Linked DNA regions of Anser cygnoides: region 2 is linked to region 1. The links are chromatin contacts, called in public Hi-C maps. All regions are on one chromosome and are shown on one strand. The core of a region is the stretch at or near the end of the contact, and the rest is flanking DNA. Distances in the headings are between cores, read along the strand shown. Region 1 holds the start of ERBIN (erbb2 interacting protein). Region 2 overlaps ERBIN (erbb2 interacting protein).

What was found. A called contact is a pair of places that touch in the nucleus more often than the background predicts.
Region 2: a contact with region 1 is called in a Hi-C map of liver, with 20 times the contacts expected there. The contact joins the enhancer-like site here to the promoter of ERBIN in region 1. A contact is called at or near these places in 2 of 7 Hi-C or Micro-C datasets (both in liver).

The regions. Positions count from the first base shown.
Region 1 is chrZ:76,474,329-76,477,443 of Taihu_goose_T2T_genome, reverse strand. ERBIN (erbb2 interacting protein) reads right to left here and starts at 1,427. Exons shown (of 28, transcript XM_066988609.1): 1 at 1,374-1,427; 2 at 970-1,049.
Region 2 is chrZ:76,539,974-76,543,263 of Taihu_goose_T2T_genome, reverse strand. The region is part of intron 5 of ERBIN (erbb2 interacting protein); the gene reads right to left. Among named protein-coding and RNA genes, the nearest start is that of ERBIN, 66 kb to the right of the region's middle. Within about 2 kb of position 1,528, at least 1 of the 3 cell types and tissues checked has open chromatin away from gene starts, as enhancers often do. A contact at or near this core is called in liver, where this site is marked.

The DNA of each region.
Region 1 (3,115 bases), core at 178-2,677:
AGAACCCAGCACCAGCAGCACAAAAACCTTACACCAAAACTTTGCAATTAGCTTCCCCTCCTGCAGCTTCACACGGGACTCTTCTCAAAAGATTATAAAGGAGAAAGCGGTCAGCAGAAAATAAACACGGCTACGTTAACTCGGAAGTTCAACGGCACGTACTTTTAAGAAGTCAGATCGCTAGCAAGCTTTTCTTCTTTTAAATGGGGGGGGGGGGGGTCCCTCAAGATAAACCCGGGCAAAGATCAAAACACAGCAGCACAGACCTTCCCTATACAAGCTGAAAAATATGCAGTCAAACCCGTCATCTTGGGGACAGAGAAGGGGCGGAGGGGAGGAAGAGAGTTGGCGGCAGCCGTCGAGGGGGAAAAACTGAGGCAGGCTTTACCGAGGGCACATCGTTACGACGAAATTTAAGAGCTATTTATTTTCAGGAGGACGGGCCAGAGGCTAGCCGATCCCCCAGAAAACAAGGTGAAAAGCAGGGAGCGCCGAGCCTGGGGATCTGCCGGTGAAATAAGACGGGATTACCTCCTTCGGGACTTTCTCATTTCCCGAGAACTTAATTAGCTGGCAGGGCTCGGTTTCGCAGGGAAGGACTTGGAGCAGCAGCCGCGGAGCCGAGCGGTTTCAGTTCAATACCTTCCTCCGGCCGAACAAAGAAACTTCTGTGCCCGAGGAGCTTAAAAACTTTCCATCTCCCCAGGTCCCCTCCCCGAGCCCCCAGGAACACAGCCGCCGCCTCCGCGCCGACAGCCCCTCGCCGAGAGGGGCACAAAGGGCTGCCGAACGACGCGAGGCGGTAAAACGCAGGGAAAATAAATAAATAAATAAATAAAAGGCCAAAAAACAGGATATAAAAACGAAGCGTGAACTCCTTCCTTTCTCCCCACCCCCCTCCGGCAGCAGGGGAAGGATCGCGGCTCTGCCGCTGCCCCCCCCCCCCCCGGCCCTCCCCGTGTCACTCACCTCCTCTGCCGGGTCCAGCGGGCAGCGCTTTCTCCCGACCCCCCGGGGAAACGTCTTAAATCCGACCGACTGCCCCGCTCCTTCGGGAGGGGAGAGAAGGGGGAGGAGAGGAGGGAGGAGAGAGGGGAGATAGAAAAAAAAAAAGAGAGAGAGAGAGGAAAATATAAAAAAAAAGATGCAACAGCTTTCGGCGAGGACGGGGGCGGTGTGCGTGAGCGCGGGGGGAGGCGGCCGAGCCGAGCCGAGCCGAGCCGGGCAGAGCCGAGGAGAGCCGATCTCAGCCGAGCCGAGCCGGGCTCCTCCCGGCGGCGGCTCCGGGCTGTGCCCCGCGGTCCCCGCCCCGCACAGAGGGCGTCCCCCGGTCCCCGTCCCCCTGTGTGCCCCCCCCCTCCGGTGCCCCTCACCCCGCCGCCAAGGGCACGAGGGGCGCGGGACGCCCTCTCGCTCCGTGCCGCCGTCCCTCCTCACCTGCCTGCCCGCCGCCGCCGCCCTCTCCCCGCCTCCTCTCGCACACTTCCCCCTGCTCCCCGCGCTCTCCGCCTCCCCCCCGCCCGCCCCGGCGACGACGGCGGCGGCGGCGGCGCCCCGGGGCGGGATGGATGGGTGGATGGACGGACGGATGGGTGGATGGGGACACACGGACAACGGGAGCGGGGCGTACGAGGGCGGGAGGCCACCGCCGCCCAGGCCCAGGCCCAGGCCCAGACCCAGGCCGGGGCCGTGCGGGAGCTGCGGGAGCGCCCCCACTGGCGGCGGCGGGAGGGGAGGGTGCGGGGGGAGGGGATGCGCAGCGCCACCGCCGCCACCGCCGCCGGGCCCCAGCCGGTGCGGGGCCGAGCGCGGCAGGCGACGGCGCGGCCAATCCCCGGCCAGAAGGGTTGTGAGGGACGGGCCCCGCAGCCAATGGCGCCCCGCGGGGGGCGGGAGCGCGCTGTGGAGGAATGGGCTGAGGTGGGGGCAGGGGGGGCCGCTCGCCTCGCTGCCCGCTGGGCGGCCGGTGGGGCGTTGTGGAGGTGGGTGCTGGCCGAAAAATGGGGTAAAATGCTAAAAAGTGGCGTTTTACACGAGCCGCCGGCCAGCAGCGGGGAGTGGCGTGTCAGCTCGGTGCCAGCCTGAAGTGAAAAGCCCCCTGAACCCCACCAGCCCCCGAATCCAACGCTCCTTCCTCGGGGTCGGCGGCTGCCTCCCTCGGCTCCTGACGGGGCTTTGGGCGAAAATGCCTCAGCCCCGAGCACCGAAACAGGGCTGGGCTGGTCTGTGTGTGCCCACTGCATTTAACACTGCTGTTACTTCCTTCAAAGTTACTGCCTGTGTGCGGGAGCCGTGTGTTGGAGTCACTGGGTTGTACCCAGATACAGCAAATAGGCGTGCCTTTCCGTGAGGGCAGCAACACTCGCTGCTTCTTTGCTGTTCCGTGAATCTTCCATCTTTACATACAGCCCTCCTCGGGGACTGCAGCTGTGCCTAGGTCTAAATAATTAAACTGAATTAAATATAGCCATCAGAGCTGGTAAATATACATCTTTATACATACATACATATATATATGTATATATATACACTCCAATAAATATATATTCCAAAACTTCCTTTTATTATTTTTTTTTTGTTGTTGCTCGGGTAAGCTATTTTTTTCAAATAACTCAGCTTTGGTCTCAGGCCAAGCATGAGAGCTTCCGTCCCCAAAGTTCAAAGCACTGACAACAAATTTAGAGTTTCTCACTGTAAGGCGCTACAGCGCTGCTTTTAAGAAAGTTGCTAGTATTTTGTCTCATGAACTCATGATCATTCCTGTCTAACGACCAATAATGCATCCCGATCGTGATTAATACAAGTGCCTTTCTGCCACAGATGTCCTCCATCATGAACTCTACAAGGCACCTGTGTTACGCATGAGGTTATTGTAACTGTTTTTGGTGTGAAATTGTTCTTTGGCAAAGTTAACTGCAAATTGCCTAATGCATTTATTAATGCAGCTGGGTAACAGATGGGTGTGGGAAATTTATAGCAACTATTGTTCCCATGATGGATCTACTGTAATTGTAACGTTAGTTTCAATGTAAGACGCCATTTCACTTACAGTTTTAGCCATCAAAAATAAAAGCCTAGCCAAAGATTACTGAAACTATAGATAGCAAGACCACAG
Region 2 (3,290 bases), core at 279-2,778, 66 kb before region 1:
TCAACAGTGATCAACGCCGTGTTTCAGACCACTCTATGCCATTAGTTTTGTTGTTTGAATCACAGAGATTTTCTAAGCTCAGTTATTCTGAAAGTTGGGCACACTACTGGCTTTGGCTTGGTCCTTAGATGAAAGATCGCTCTCATCCAACAGGTTAAAATTCACGTTAATATTAATATTTCCACTGCCTATGTCAAGAACTTACGGAAGCACAGAAGTCTCAGATCTCTGATAATTGCCTAGAAAACAAACCACAGCACATCTTCTAGAGAGGACAAAGTCATTGTAAATTTACTGTCAAAAGAACAGCCAAATAAAATATTAGCTATCCAAATACAGACATGTCATATCGGTATGCTTTTGTACATGAGAGGACTCTACAGTAGGCTCGATTGACTATGCCTTAGGCAAGAGGCAACAACAGTTTTAACAACAAATTAACAACAAAAACTAAACTGACATGAGAAAGGTAACAATGAGCCAGTCCGTGAAATTTAATTTTGCTTATTTTTAGAGCCAGGATTGGTATGGTCTTTACCAAACTCACTCAGCACTTCAGTATGGATGAATAGCAGCAGCCATTATATATATTTCATACTGTGAATAATGTATGAATATATATATAAAGTATGAAAATATATGTAATGTTTTCAGTACCGATCCAGAAGATAGGAAAAAATTCAGAGACTGCTCCTCTATATCAAGTGACAGAAAGTAACACTTACTGCCTATACAACAAGCTTCAGACACTCATTTTTCCTCAGCTACATCCCTACTGCACACTTAAAACATGCAGTTACTGTTGGATTAATAATAATCAATTTGATAGCTACTCCCACCCTCCATGAGGATCTGATCAACGAGCACAGCAAATTAAGATCCACATTCTGTTCTAAATCTCACTTTCCTTCAGGGTTTTTTATGGCTTCCTCTATATACTGACTCTGAAGGTTACAGAAGAGGAAGATAAAGCAGATTACTTGGGGGTTATCTAGCCTCTTGCAGCCTTATCCCACTTTCCTTCAGAAGCATCATGTGGTTAGGTTCTTTAACCTGCTATTTCCTATTTTATGTGATAACAACCATCACCCCCATCCCATTTTTGTGCTGTAGTTGATTCACAGATCATGCTTACTGTTTTACAAAAAAAAAAAAAACAAACTATCACACTTGTGGACTTTGACCATTTGCAGAGCACAGCAAGAGAAAAGACATTAGCTGGTAATCTTTAATTCTAACCACTAGATCCACAAACTGAACTGAGAGCAAAGTTCTTTTTGCAATGCAGTTTCTCACAGAAGTAATATTTATGTAATAGAAGTTAGTATTTATTTTTCCATTTCTTCTACCCCGTTTTCCTAAATTTCCGGCATTTTTAAATTCACTGGCCAATTTCTACCACAAACATGACTTTTTTTTTTTTTAAGGGGGGGGCTGGAAGATTGAAAAGGAAAATTTGGCAGTTGAGTAAGGAAGAGAATCTAAAATTATTGTCTGGACTGAGACAAAAGCAGAAAGTATTCATCATTCAGAACTCTATGTAGCAAAAATTCACCAGCTAGCCAGCACAACCTACAGAGTGGTGGTTAATCAGGATCACCAAAACAGCTGCAGCACATGCCCAAATAGGATACCAGAAAGGTCACACAAGGATTGAAGGTCAACAGGCAGAAGTATGTAGGTAATCAACCTCAGTTCTGGATCACAAGGCACAGCTGAAATAAGGAATTTCGCCTGATCTCTACCTCCCCAGAGAGCAATGATTATTTTGGCACAGCTCAATAGAGCAAATGTGCACAAATCTCCCTCTCTTTGTTTAGGCTGGATTAAGGCAATTGTAAGTATAATTGGGGTCTCGCTCACCACCTGGAGTTACACTGATCTCCTCCCCAACACAGCACAATCCTTTCTTATCACCAGGGCCAGCATTACTTACAGAGCAGAAGAGAAAACTGGAACCATCCTTTGCCTCCACTGGAAAAGATTTTTCACTCAGAAATATTGGCATTTCCAGTTTTACAGAGAATTGTGCAAGTCAAATCCACTGCTGGCAGAAGCCTTCACTGCAATGGGGTCCAGAGCTGACATCCTAGCATGCTGTTGTTTCAGCCCTGCTGCAGATGGGGGTTTGCTCTGCTGTTCATACTCTAGACATGCGGTCATATTTTTCTTTGCAACTACTAAAACCACTATTCCCAAACTTCTGCTACTCAAACTATTACTGCTAGAGACAACAGTGGCACTGCCTCTAAATCAAGTTCCACCTCTTCTCATGTAGGAGGATTTTAAGCATAGACTTGCCGAAAAAATATATTGTTTCAATTCCTTAAAAGCACAGAGAATCACTAACAAACATAAGACCTGTACAAGCCATATAGGTGATGCCCCCAAAGGAAAGAGTTTACAGCTGAATATCTCAGCTTGTGTGAAACATGAGAAAATATTTTTATTATTTTTTTTTCCTCTCCAGAGAGCACCACACCAAAAGGACCTTTTGCTGCACAAGTGGAACTACAGCACTCTGTGCATCCTTCCCATTCTGCATTCTTACAAGTGTAGAGGGCACAGAGGCAAACATACAGCCTCAGTTTGCATGACTATGAAAGCAACTTCAACTATGTACATTGCTCCCTGAGATAATTTATTCATTCTGGTCTCAAGTTTTGGACAAGCAGCAATTAGGACCTGCCTGAAAGCAGCTCCACCATAAAAAGAACAACTTTTGTTTGCTCTTCCACTCAGTCCTCTGCTTCAGCTGTCCTACCAGCTGAACATGGAAACAAACATGGAAATCAAAATATTTTCAGAGCTCAGGAATACATGCCACAACTGCCCCAAAGAGTACAGAAAAATGTTTGTATATGCTGAGTTTAAATGGAAAACTTAAAATAGTTTCAGTCACAGGCTGTATTCATATATTTATAAAATATGCCTAAATTCAGGATTTCTTCATACCTTTGATATTGAAAACAGATTTTTCATTATTCACAATGTAAGCAGTCTTTAAGACGAATCAATTTGCCGCACACTGCTGACTCAGCCATTGTTGCTTTCATCTTTCCAAAACTCTTACAGAACCCCCTGACCCAGCGGGTTTCAGATCACCCAGGAGCTCAGGTTTCCGTGAGATGCCTGATCAGGCACGAGAGCAGCTGTAACGCCTTCCTGCTCAGAGCTGGAGTCGCAACTGTGCACAATGTTGGCCTCTGTGCACAAGGTGGTACTCAGTACACCAGTATTCTCCAAGCAGCTTAGGAACCTCCAGCTTATTTAGTGAAAGCCTATCCTAA